Linked DNA regions of Anas platyrhynchos: region 1 is linked to region 2. The links are chromatin contacts, called in public Hi-C maps. All regions are on one chromosome and are shown on one strand. Each heading gives the region's core, a stretch centred on a gene start, on an enhancer-like site or on the middle of the called end of the contact. The rest is flanking DNA. Distances are from core to core; before and after follow the strand shown. Region 1 holds the start of PDPN (podoplanin). Region 2 has its middle 14 kb from the start of CFAP107.

The links. A called contact is a pair of places that touch in the nucleus more often than the background predicts.
Region 1: a contact with region 2 is called in a Hi-C map of subcutaneous adipose tissue, with 1.6 times the contacts expected there. The contact joins the promoter of PDPN here to the enhancer-like site in region 2. A contact is called at or near these places in 3 of 8 Hi-C or Micro-C datasets (F1 follicle, liver and subcutaneous adipose tissue).

What each region holds. Positions count from the first base shown.
Region 1 is chr22:5,746,702-5,753,388 of IASCAAS_PekinDuck_T2T, forward strand. It overlaps PDPN (podoplanin), which reads left to right and starts at 4,169. Exons shown (of 6, transcript XM_005021318.6): 1 at 4,169-4,513. The coding sequence starts at 4,444.
Region 2 is chr22:5,701,316-5,708,051 of IASCAAS_PekinDuck_T2T, forward strand. No RefSeq gene overlaps it. Among named protein-coding and RNA genes, the nearest start is that of CFAP107, 14 kb to the left of the region's middle. Within about 2 kb of position 1,291, at least 3 of the 8 cell types and tissues checked have an H3K27ac peak or open chromatin away from gene starts, as enhancers often do. A contact at or near this core is called in subcutaneous adipose tissue, where this site is marked.

The DNA of each region.
Region 1 (6,687 bases), core at 2,919-5,418, 48 kb after region 2:
GTTTCTGATAGCAAGGCTCCACACTTCTGCAGAAGCCTTCTAAGAATCTGCTTTCACGCAAGTAACTCCATGAGATGGGAACATAACCAAGCACACTCTTAGTATGCTTACTCTTACCCTTTCACAAAATATACACTCCAAAAGTGTAAATTAAGTATCTGATTTGATATCCTTTACAAAGCCACTCTTACTAGAAAGATACAGTCCTTTTCTGTTGCTGAATTTCCTGTTTTGGTACCCTGGGGGCAGCTGTAAACCCTGCAATATTTGTTCAGAAGCATAAAAACTGTTTTCTGCAAGATTTTATAATTTTCAAGTCATTTCCTGTTTTCCCTCTGTAGTCAAAACCCCATTTGGCAGGTATTGAAACACAAAAGCCCCCAGTTCAGTTTGAGGAAATGTTCTAGGACTTAAGAGAGAAGACCTAAAAGATAGCTCCAATTTTCCATTACCTGCTCTCACCAGGGCAACTTTGCTTTACTGTGAAGTAATCTTCCAGCAAATGATGCTGTATAGAACAGCCCATCTCAGTTCCTGAATTGTTTACGTAATAGAGTTAGTCTTGGAAAACACTGTGCAAGCCACAATCGGTGTCATCCTCCTCCCCCAGAAAGAACCTTCTGGAAGGAGAAATAAAGTGAATTTTGTCATAGGCTGTATTTTTCAGAACTGATGTTTAGGCAGCTTCTATTGAGATGTAACCCAAAATGTAAAAACAAAACAAAACGAACTAGTTTGTGTCCAGTTTGAGACATCAGAGCCTTGGTGTGCAGAATGAACAAGCATGCACAGCTCCAATGGAATTTACAAGCACTCTGCATGCTTGACACTCCTGACCATCAATCCTGAAAGACATAAATGTCCTCGAAGGATTTCTAGAAGTTACACAGAAAAATCATATATGAGCACAGGCAACCCTACCCTGAAAAGTATAGACCTTGGGATACATAATTCCATGTGTTTTTAGGGACAACTGTAGTAAAAAAGGGTATGATTCCTGAGATATTTCAGGAAAATTGTAAGGATTTGGTTGTTACCTGAGATTCCCAGCACAAAGAGCACTGGAGCTCTGCAGCAACAGTCCCTCCTTCTCTCCAGTCCCCTCCAAGCAGAAGCTCAGCCAGCACAGTCGGTGCCCGGCTATCATGGTGACACTTCTCCCTGCTCAGTGTGCCTCGCTTTCAGGATCATAGCAATGTTTGTTGGTGGGGAAAGGAAATCTGGAGCTGGGTTTTTGCAGCGTAAGGGACATAATGTACACGTACAGATTATTTCATTCGGCAGAGAAATGCGATCCTCTTCCGCCAGGCAGTTTGCCAACGGTAAAGCCAAACCAATAGCACAGGAGAGATCCCCACAGAGAACGACACTTTCAGAAGAGTGCACTTGGGTGGTACAACCAGCCCTAATACCATCTGCAATCTACTCCCTACCTCTCTCCAGCTGTGTGTGAACAACCGTACACAGATGTGCTCACCAGTGACCAAAAACACACTGCTCAGCCTGGTGTTGGCGTTGCTGCCCAACAGCCTGGCTCCGAGCCTGGTTTAGGACACAGGGATACTTCCCGTTGCCTTTGGTGCTCCTGAGGGCATCTTGCAACACTGACTGAGGCAGAGGAAAGCACATCATCCCACCCAACTTCTGCCACAGGGACGTAACACTTTGCAGGATGTATTTGCCATTTTCTCCTCCTCCCCCGGCTACGTTTCACGCTTTGCTCTGACTGCACTGGAGACAGCCCGAGCCTTTCATGAGGCTGCGCAAATGACTGATAGGGTCAGACAGGAAGAAGAGATTATGAAATGAAAACAAAAGGGCTGCTTGTACTTCAGGTCCTTTCCACCTCCTCCCTTACGCTGCTCTGATTAAAGACATGCAGAGCAGCCTTGAAAAAAACAACCAAAAAAAAAACCTGAAACACCACACACACAAAACCAAAACAAAACACAACACCCCACAAACAAGCAAAAGAAAAATGAGTAACAGTGACCCCTGCACATCCTGTGTATCCATGCATTCTCCTGTTGGAAAGAGCTTGCTGAAAAACTTCATTGGAATCATCACAGCATTTCCTGAACAAAAAGACCAAATTGCAACATCTCTGTACAGACCTAAACTTTTCTGTAACGGCGTTTAAGTAAACATGTAAGTCCACCACCAGCCAGCAAAGACAACACTTACCTCCAGATAAGTACGCACAACTTTTAATTATAAAGCGAAGCACGTTAAGTACTGCTTTAAATGAAGATGGATTGTTAAATCAGAACCTTAGAATAATTCCCGTATTTTCACAAAACCTATTGGCTTAACAGAATTATGACACAGTGAGCCACCGTTGTATTAGAAAACCTAAATTTGGTGGAGTTCAGAGGGAAACTGCTCTCTCATTTCTCTATTTCCATACCCTCTCCCAAGGGTACATGGGCCTTTCTGGAAGCATTTTTGTTTGTTTCCAATCAGTGGGCTCAGCAATGCCTCTGAACTTTAATACCCTGGCTCAGCACCATGCTGTTCTCAGAAGCAGGCAAGTTCCTGTCAATGATGTCCTTAAGAAACAGTTTCATCCTGAGATGGCAATCGGTAAGAGACATTCCTAGCTTTTTCACTAACTCGTTTTGCATCTATGGGTAAACTTTTTTTTTTTCTTTTTTGCACTTATTTTATGAATTTATCTAAATTTTTCTGAGGAGTGGGCTGGACCAGAAAGGAGCTGGAACTTGGAAGTCTCTGATTTCTGAGAGCCCAAGAGCTCCAGTGCTGGGCTCGGCATGCAGAGCTGTGCAAAGAAAGAAATTCGGCTAATAGCTTGTCCTTCTTTAGAAAGGGCCACTCATACACCTGGGACAAGTTTGTTTATATGAATAACTATTAAGATGAATTGTTTTCAGAGTACCTTTGAGAAAAATGGGATGAAATTTAAAAAGACCCTCTTCCTGTTCTTGATGAGAATCTGAACTAATCATTAAGAGCAGCCACTGGTTTGTTCCAGTTTGTTTGTCACAGTGTACCACGATCACTTTTCTTTCTGAAAATGCATATAGGAATCTAAGCATTCCATTCTCATAAATAACCTAGCCATGCGGTTGTTTTGTTTTCTTTTATTTTTCTTTTCTCTTTTTTTTTTCCTCTTCCAAGTTAAAACCTCTCCCACAGGTCTGCTCCATCCTTCTGCAGAGGTTACCTCCTCCCCCTCTGTCAGTAGAAAGGAAACAGATCTGTAGGTCAGCTGCCAGGCTTCATGCACTGGTGTCCTAGCGCTGCGGGACACCAAGGTACAGAACCTGAGGGGGCAGAAGAGGCTGCCACCCAGCCAGGAGGAACACTGGTGTATTTAGCTTCCATGTGAGGGCTGATTAAAACTCACAACATCTCTTAATAATAGATGTGGTTTAGTAGATTATTACTTGCCCAAGTTTCAGAAAAGGATTAATACAAGTCATTACTGCCAGAGTCCTGCTTCACCCCCAGTCCCTGTGCTGCAGTCTTTGCCTACACAAGAGCAGAGTGTTCAGTATCTGTTACAGATGTTTGTAGAGCGATCATCTAGTCTTGCATATGTGCATCTTGATGCTGACGCACAAAATGTTTACCAGAAAAGAGTAACCAGCACTGTACAGACAATTGTACAGCTGTCCTACTGATAGCTACACATGGAAAGGAGAAATCCTCTATCCCTGGTGGGTGAAATTAGAACTCCCAGGCTTGGAAACCTGTGGGCAAAGATAAATGCTAGAGCACAGCAAGCATGGCACTTGAGGACACGAGCTGAAAGAGACTTGGACGTGCAGAAAGATTCAGTCAGTATTTACTACAGAATTAAACACCCTGTCCTAAAACTATTTCAGTATCTCTAAAAGCACATTCATTACCAAACTTTCTTATATAAACATAGGGGCACACTTTGAAATAAAAAAAACCACCATCAATTCACTGCTGGAAATAACAGGAAAAATATACTTAGTGTTGTCCCTTAAATATTTTTAAGGAGAGTTTGCAGAAGGGAGGGAACTCCCTGAACACCTCGCTCTGCCTAAGTCCCCTTTCCCCCCTTTGCTAAATAAAAGTCTTCTGAAAGCCACGACAGCTCCTGTAACTTTAAACCTGGGCTGAGTTCATAATTTTGGTACTGACCAAACAGAGTGCAGAGGGCGGGTCTGGCTCTTCTTTTTGAGACCACCTTAGGCACGCTCCCCTCCCACCCCTTGGCTAAACAAAAAAATGCTGACTCCACTCAGATCCTTTGCTCTAGCTGTATAGTTATCATCTGGGAAAACCTTCCCCCTTTAGCAACAGCAGCTAAAGGAATACTTGGAATACCAAAGTAGTTTTTGCAGTGACTTCTTTTTGCACTCTCAATTCTCACCCGCCTCTAAAGAACTTATCAGAATCTAAATCCATCTGGTCTCAGAAGTGGAAAGCTCTTCTCTAAGCCGAGGAAAGATGTTTATTAAAGTTCAATTCTTCATCTTCATTCTAGGGAGCGTGCCTTTCATAGCATTTGCTGAAGAAGGTAAGAAAAAACCTTTGTTTAAAATTATTTCCAGTGATTTCCTTTAATTTAACAGTTTGTGTGCTTACTAATAGGCGATACAATTGCTCTCTCCTTATTATAAAACTCTTCCTTTTAATTCTTACGCTACCATTGAGTGTATACTATGCTGTAGCAGGAAAGAGGTGCATCAAAAGTTTTCAGATAGTCAGAGTTGTGCTCTATTAGAAAAGACTTCTGTGCATCTGTGTGAGGGAAGGAGTAGTTTGGAAGCAGCCAGCAAAAACATTACATCAGCAGCCCTTGGAAGTGTCTTCGGTTTCACCATATAAAATATGCAGAGAAGACTGCAAGCAGTAATTTAGTTATAACAGATATTTTGATGGTGAAACTGCCTGCTATGAAAGTCATCTATAAATCTTTCCATTGAAGAGTTTAACTTCTGCGCTTAGAGGCATTACCGCAGCTTGGAACTAAAGCCTTATCGAGAATTCTGCTTGTAAGACGTTGGCCATAGGCAATATACTTCAGCGAGGGAAGCTAAGAGAGGAAGAATTATTACCTAAGACAGATTTGAGAAATGTTATATATCTACCCAGGAAAAGTTAATTTCGTGAACTATTTCTTTTGAATTTTATAAGAAAAATACCAAATACACTTTAAAATGTAATAGATTTTAAGTCTTACTAAAGATAAAGCAAAGAGTGATTTACTGACAGTAATGAGAATTGTCCTGAACAGTACTTGATTCCAGGAACAGCACATTCAAGTTCAGTCTGGTTAGCATTTGACTCAGTCTGAATGAGCTGGCCATCAGGCAACGGGCCCAGGGGACGCCTGTGCAGACAGCATGCCCGCGGTGGTGAAACACAGCAAGTGTTGCTGCTGGACATGGGCATTGCCTGCTCCAGGTATCAGTTCTCTGAACACAGCGACCCAAAACTCAACCCACTAGTTTTCCAAAGCATAAATTCTCTTCTCTGACTTGGATTTTGGGATATGGCCTGATGTTAGCCTGGTGCCAACCAGTATCATTCTGCTGGAGATAACGGCTGTATCGATATGCAGGATGTGTAGATGTTGGCTTGTGACTTAATTGGCATTCCTGGTGTTCTCTGTGTCTCAAAGGTTGGAGTTACACTCAAAAATTTCACAGAAAATCTAAAACTGATCAATGTTAGTCAAGTTCCCAATATTGCATTTCTCCATCCTAGAAACTTAAGGCTCAAATCATTGGCTCCCAGCTAGCTGGTCCTTAGCAAGCACCAGTATTAAATATCCCGAAATTTACAGCCATTAAACAAGGAGACAAAAAGAAACCACCATTTTCAGAATTATCGTAAGCAGTTTCTAAGATAGCAGAACTCCAAGAAAAGAGATCTTCCATCTTAAGGCTTTTGGGGAGGTTTTAAGGATATTTTCTCTCAACTCTGAGTTAAGGAGCCCAGCAATAATCAGGTTGAAATCCCGCAACCCAAAAAAGTTAAAGCATTTTAAGCAGAAGATTTCTGTTAAGAGTAGCACAAACTCAAGAAATCATAACAGGAATTTTTGATCCCAAAGTCAGTAACTTGGTTTCCAACAGAAAGGATAAAGCTCTTTTAACTGGGTCAAAAAGCAATACAGAACAAAGCTGTGAAGGATAAAAATACAATACCGATGTGGAAAAGAAGAAAATTAATTCATTTCCTTCTTTATATGTGAGCTTCCAAATAAAATTAATGACAGAAATTAGCAGAAATACAGAAAGAAAACCTAAGAACAAATCTTACCTCACTGTCTACTTACAAACGCATTCACGTTAACTTTGTATTATCCATTCATGATTTAAATCCTGACTGAACCAGCCAAGTATTTGGTCATACTTACCACCCAAGGACAGCCCTGAGCGCCCTACACAACCTGATGAATTTTTAGACTAAAGCATTTCCTTTTGAATGAGTAGGAGATACACATTTGTCTTTCTGTGATCCTGTTCAGCATATAAAAACCTCAGGCAAAGCTTAGCACACAGGATCAAAAGAAATGAAATGGAAGTTAGCCTAAAATCTTTCTGGGCACGGCGTTAATCACATGATGAAAAGCACAAGTATTCCAATGAATGTTTTACAGGCAACACATTTCCTGCCTTGAAACCTTTCCTATGGTGCAAGTATCATTGCGGATAAGAGGATTACTCTACGGGCTGTCACATA
Region 2 (6,736 bases), core at 41-2,540:
ATGTTCCAGTTAATGTTAAATGAGAGATGTGCTAATTTTCCCCCCTATTTCAGAGATGCTAATGAGGAAAATCAAAATAGCATTTTCCAGTGAACTGGTGACAGATCTAAGGTGTTAAAAGTTTAAATCTTAACACAGACAAAGCACTCTCAAGCCCTCAAATACCAACCCTGTTAATGGGAAAATGTCAAAAATGCCTGTGAGGGTTGAGATGGCCTTTTTAAAATCTGAACACTGGCACCAAAGCCTAAGTAATGGGCCAGCTTGTCGCCAAGTAAAGAATACGTTTATTTATTTATTTATTTATAAAATGAAAGTAGTTTTGACTTACAGTACTAGTTCGATAGCCTTAGAGACCAAAGTCATATGCTTCAGCCCCAAGGTAGGGCAGCTTTTACAGAGATTACCATTGAGGAATCAAAATGGTAGAATTCGCCAGCTTCACGGTCAAAATAACATTTTTCTTTCTTCAAAACTTAGTGAGTAATTACAATCTTCCAAACATTTTAAGGAGACCCACTATGGCCAATTATTTTCTTCCTTTTAGAATTGTGCAACAGCAATTATTTCCTTATTTTATATATCTCAAGGAATTCCTATGTCAGGAGTTCCACAAATTGCCTATATACAATACATATCGACATGCAGATTTACCATAATATCAGACACTGGATGACTAAGTTGAAATACCTAAGCAAAAATTTGCTGTGAAACCACCATTTATCATTGTAGGTCCATAAACTCTGCTGGAAATAACATTGTAATAGGTATATCACAGCAGGGACCCTGACTGTATCTCCAGGGAGGAATTGGGAATTCTACAGCATGAGGTACGTTATATACAATATATTCCAAAGTAAATTGAAAACAGTGAAAAGACTCTCAACATATGGTCAAGTTGTTAATATTCAGTTCTTAGAACTGTAAGCATTGAGATTACACATAATTCTATTTCTAGACTATGATGATTCACAAGAAATCCCCCCTTTGTTATATCAACTCATGCTTCAATGTTTTGGGGGAGATTCTTCCTCCTACCTCCCACCTATTTTTATTTTTTTTTTAGTATAGATTAAATTGCACCCTATATGATTAGCCAGTCAACCTTGAAACTGAGAATTCTTGTTATTAGATTACAGTGGCAGATAGCTGAGTAGCACCACCAAATTTTTTTAATTTGGTTCCAGAGGAAGAGTCACACTGGAGAAGCTGAATACCCCCTGCATCTTCCTCTTCTCGTCATGTTGGGACTTTCCATAAACGATTACAAAACACTTTAGCATGAGATACTGACTGTGGTCCATCTGTGTTTAATTACACAAGTAAGCATGTACTGGCATTGCTAGACATGGGTGGGTCTACAAGCAAGTCACTGATGTGAGTTCATTATTAGGAATGCAGCAACTTTTAAGTAGCAAACCCGGGTACTTGGGGCAGTTTAGCTACAGTGCATGGAATTCAAACTTTTTGGTGGGTTTTGCAGCTTGTGCCACATTTTGCAGCTGTGATTAGACAATTTCTTTGCACCTAAGGTAGTCAACATCGCAGGCAGAAAAGCAGTACCCCTTTGGTCAGCACAAGCAGTAATAGCAATCTTCCTCCCAGCCTGTATACAGCCATAAAACACTGCCCTTTGCAGCACCAGTATTCCTCCTCTCCAAAAACTTTTAGGTAAAATTCTGGGCCCACTCAGAACAGAGGTAAAAGTTGCATTTATCCACCTACCTGTCAGAAATGCAAAAAAGTCCCCAGTTTGTTATGACATCCCTTTTCCCAGGTAGGGAAAGGCAATTACCACATCCATTCACTTGCACCAAAGCTTTTGCCATCACAAATTTGATTTCAGAGACAATTGCTTTCAGGCCTTGCAGCTGAGGGCAAAGCTTGTTTGAAGGGGTCATTTCAACACTTGGCCTCTCCACGGCACAGCATGCCACCCGGGAAACAAAACCTGAGGACCTGTACTTTTAAAAAATAGCCTTTAAAAACGATAGCTGTTGATGCTGTGCACCTAACCTCAGACATTTGGGCTGTCAGCCTGAACTCTGACCGGCTGTGGCCTCCTACATCTGGAAGCCATGTTCCTTCATCAGCTAAATACGTTCAGATTGCAACAGGGGCAGAATACAAAATCAAATTGCAAGCCTCTGCTTGCTGAACTAAGGGATCAATTCCCTAATTCAGCTGGGAAAAGTAATCAAAGAGACTGGAATAGCCACATTCCACCCCGCAGACAAACTAGATTGTATTGGCTGTGTATCCCAAAATAAATATCATGTGAACGCTCTACTCAGCCAAGAAAACAGCAACAACTTAGAAAGGGAATGAGTCTCTTTTGTATCCTGATATATTGACATATTTTGTTTTAGCTTTTACATGTGCTAAGAAATGGAAATTACAGGTGTTTGGGGTTTTTGGAGGGAAAATATACTCCTTTGCTGTTCTAGAAAGTTGTAGGAATTCCAAGTATTTCTTCTTTAGGGGTTTTTACACTTTGTATCCCTACGTACAGAACTGAGGTGTATTTCAGTAGTATTTCATCATTTAAGCTGTTCCTCAGTTGGATACCTGAGTTTGCCACACATCAAATTTTACCTGCCAGGACAAATAGGTTTGCCTCAGGAAAGGCAGACAAGGCTGATGAAGTAGCTGCTTCACTAATTTGTGTGGAGAAATTGTTAAAATTCCTCATTCTAAAGCACATATTCATTAAAAGCTTGCTTAGGAGGAAACTTACTTGCCTCAATATCTCTGATCTATAACAAATCCAAATCAGGGACAGTTATTGCCTTTTTAAATACATTTTTGGTGGTAATTTGTCATCCTAATCAGATCCACACGCATGCTGAGCTCTTTACTGCATCACTTTGGCTAGAATATAGCATAAAAAATGCTTCATAACACTGCAAAGATGTAGCAGAGACCAACATTTCACTATCTAGGGGGTAGAATGTGCTTGAACTGAAGCTTCATGTAAATCTTTATGTAAAAGACAATACACGGGCTCTAATTAAGGGAAGCAATCAGAACATTGCTTCTGAATACAGTAATCACAACTCGATGGTATTGTAATTAATAAGAGCAACAAAACCAATTAGAGACTTACCTGGGCTATCACAACTGAAATACTGTAACAACAAAGTCTAGAAAAAGTAATAATCATATTTATTAATTAGATAATGGAATAAAAACCTATGTCAATATGGAACTACCTTGATGCCCACTGGTGAGATAAAAATTCTGCTGCAAAGCTGAGCCACTTAATGCCTGCTCTTTTATATTCTGCTGATTGTGGTATTGCACAAATAAGTTTAAAAGGAAGGTGTCTGGGGCAGGGACAGTTTATCTCCATGTATTACCACACCCTCGGGCACTCACAAGGATTCAGCAGGTGGGTTACTGATGATTTTTTATTTTGCAAGTATGTTTCTCTTACTGGCAATGTCCATGCTTTCTCAATCCATAAATTCCCTATTTCTCTTCCCACTTCTGCTTTTGTCATGATTTTATTTTTATGAATCTTGTTCTTCTTTTAATTTGGGCACTATGCAGATGGAGGAGACCCTGATCTTTGGAATGGGGAGGCAATTCTGGAGAGACAGGAGAACAGAAATCTCCTAAATGAGGGAAATGTCAGAGGGGAAGGACAGCTACAAGCTAATGATCTCTTTTGAGTGAATCTATAGCAAACACATTTTACCAAGGCACAAAAGGAAAAAAAAAGCCATAGAATTTTTTATGATAATTTTCTCCTGTAATTTTAGAGAAATATGATGCTTGGCTGGATATATTTAGCTAAATGTTTTGTGAATTGGGAGTCTCCCAAGCTTTTTATTTAAAGAGCTCTTGATATTCTTTTCCAGTAAGTCAGCATTACTGCAGTAAACAGGGAGCCTTTCATAACCTTGCTATGTGTGATCCCTTCTGAAAGTCACTCTGCAATCAAATGTACTGGGATTTCATAATAGTAATTTGCCACACTGTCAGAAATAGGCTTATCATGCTGCTGTCATTGGTATCATGTGAACATCACTCAGTATGCTGTGCCCTTCAAATGAAAGCCAGTGCTCTGAGCCAGTGGCAGAGAGAGAAAGATGGGAAAAAAAGGAAGAATAAGAGGACATTAACTCTTTAAAGTCAGGTACAGCCTCAGGCTGAAGGAAGAAAATGCAAAGCTACTGTATATGATGTGAGCACCTGTTTAAACATCAGTAATATTTACTGAATATTCACTGGGTAAGAAAGTTGTGGTTTTTTTTGTTTTTTTTTGTTTTTTTTTTTTTTTCCAATTCACTTGAAATGTCTCTGAAAAATCTGTTCCTATTGTTTCTCATTATGTGGAGTGTGGCATCTACTAATTTCCAATGCCCACAGGCTGTTAGCTGATCTTGACTAGTTGTTCAAATTTTTAAAATGTATTTCCATCCCTCTCCTCTCTGCTTTTTTGTAAACATTTTCCTGGGTAGTTTCCTAAATAAATCAGTGAAAAGTCTTGGAGATTTGGGATTCACAGAGCTTTAAAGTAGCAATAGGTAACATCTTTTAAAAATGATTCTTTCCTGCACTCACACAGCTGGAATAGTGCTTTTCCCAAAATTCTTTCTCCTAGAAAAGTCACACACTTTGTAATCTCCTCAGTCATTTCCCTAGTTTGTAAAAGTTCTGTCAACGAATCAGAGAGAAAAGAAGTGTCATGTAGCTTAGACTGACCAAACCAGCTTGAATGATAGAAACTTGAATGGATTTTTATAAAGACAAGTCACTGACAGATGTGAATGCTTTTAAAAACTATTCAGAACCCCATTTTTAATGAATAAACAGAGAAAAAATATTAGTCTGGTCAATTCTATAAATTCTAGCAACAAGTATAACCTACAGCTTTCATACTGCAAGGTTGTTTGGGCAATGGATTAGGTGCATGTGCCTGAAGACGATATATCTTGGTGGATAAAGCTTTAATCTTCATAGCTGGTGAGGATATTTCTGAACAGCATGGGAAGGAAAAGAAAGAAGAGGAAGAACTCAGTAAACCAACAAAATCCCTAAAACGTAGTATCTGTAATGGCTATAGTGTTGCAGGTAATACACCTCCCTCCCCCCCCCCCCCCCCCCTTATTATTTTTGTTCCACAGAACCTTAAATTAAAGAAAAGATCTGGTCTCCAGGTAAAGAGCTAAAGCTACATGTAAGATTTAGCATTTCCAAACTTACCGAAGTTATTTGGTTACCTCAAAATGCTAGTGTTTCCAGACAGCAGGTGTTCAGCACTTTCTTATGGTCAAGGTCCTCAAGATATCTTAAGTTGCACCCTCGGAATCAGTAGTTACTTTACAAGGTGTTTTCCAAGGGGGTTGTTTGTTTAAGAATTCAATTTATAAATTATCTGAGACAGTCATAATTAGAAGCTGGGGGACTTTCCTGTGAGTGAATCAGCAATGTAGCATAATCAAACTAATGTATTTCTAATGTTATGGCTTTGCCACTCAGTGTGGATGTCTGCTTCAATAACACTTTTTATTTAATTTAGATCACTCTAGCTTGGTTGCAGTTCTGAATCTGGAAAATCTAATTTTTGAAGTGACTCTTAAAAAAAAAGCATATAATAAAAATTCTGTGAGCTAATGATTGCATCTACTATAATAGCTTCATATGTTTTTTATGACCTTCTTATTTATCTGTAGACTCAAGATATTTCATCCATTTCTACCACTCATTGTCCATTATCATGTAAAGAATACACGTGTTTTGAGGTTCTGAGATAGCACAAAGGAAACCTTACAAAACTGGATGTGCATTTACTTCCCCTTGTGGAACTGCACTTCAAACACTGCACCAGCACTAATAGGGAAATGAATGGTAATTACGGTATTTTATTTTATTTTATTTTATTTTATTTTATTTTATTTTGTTTTGTTTTGTTTTGTTTTGTTTTGTTTTAATGTTGTTTTAAGTTGTTTTGTTTTGTTTTACTTGTGCCTGCAATGCACACAGCATTAAATTTACATAAAAATACTAGGTAAGGCCTGCATACCATAGTATATAATAGGCAAATTGTTCAAACATAGTTCATAGTTAGTTTCTATTTATCCTGTCTGTTACATATAAGCAATTATATTTTATCATAAATAAATTCTTGAATGAATCAACTACTTTATTAGTAAAATTAAATATCTTAATAATTATTTTTGAAACTGTCGGAGGGCACTATTGGAGGTAGAAGAATAACACCTAGGATGACACGTGGTCATATTCCATGGACAATCAGCCTGAAATGTAATGCCAGGTTCTTCTGCAGAAATTCTTCATACCGAGCTCCCCATGAAGGTGTACCATTACTTCCTGTTCTCTCCCTCTCAGGAAGTCTGTTCTGTTCATAGAAGCCTACTGTGGTTGTTACAGGAATGTCTTCAACTAGCTTGTCCATTTCCTTCTGATCCTGGGGTTAAATTAATTCAAAAGACCGCCTGCCAGGACAGAGGTCTGAGGTTGTGTCAACATGTCATTAGAAATGCTTTAACAAGTTGCTCTACATGTATAATTAATAGAGATGAAGGAATCCTGGGCTGTCAGAAAGTCTGCGCTCCATCCTGGTACATCTGTCCTCATGAATCTTGGTATTTCCTTTCCTCTTTGATGTTATTTCTGGGACGCTGATACTGTTCACCATATATTACTCTCAGAAAGGTTGATCTTATAAAGCAAAAATATGATAATAAAACTATTTTGTCCCTCAGTG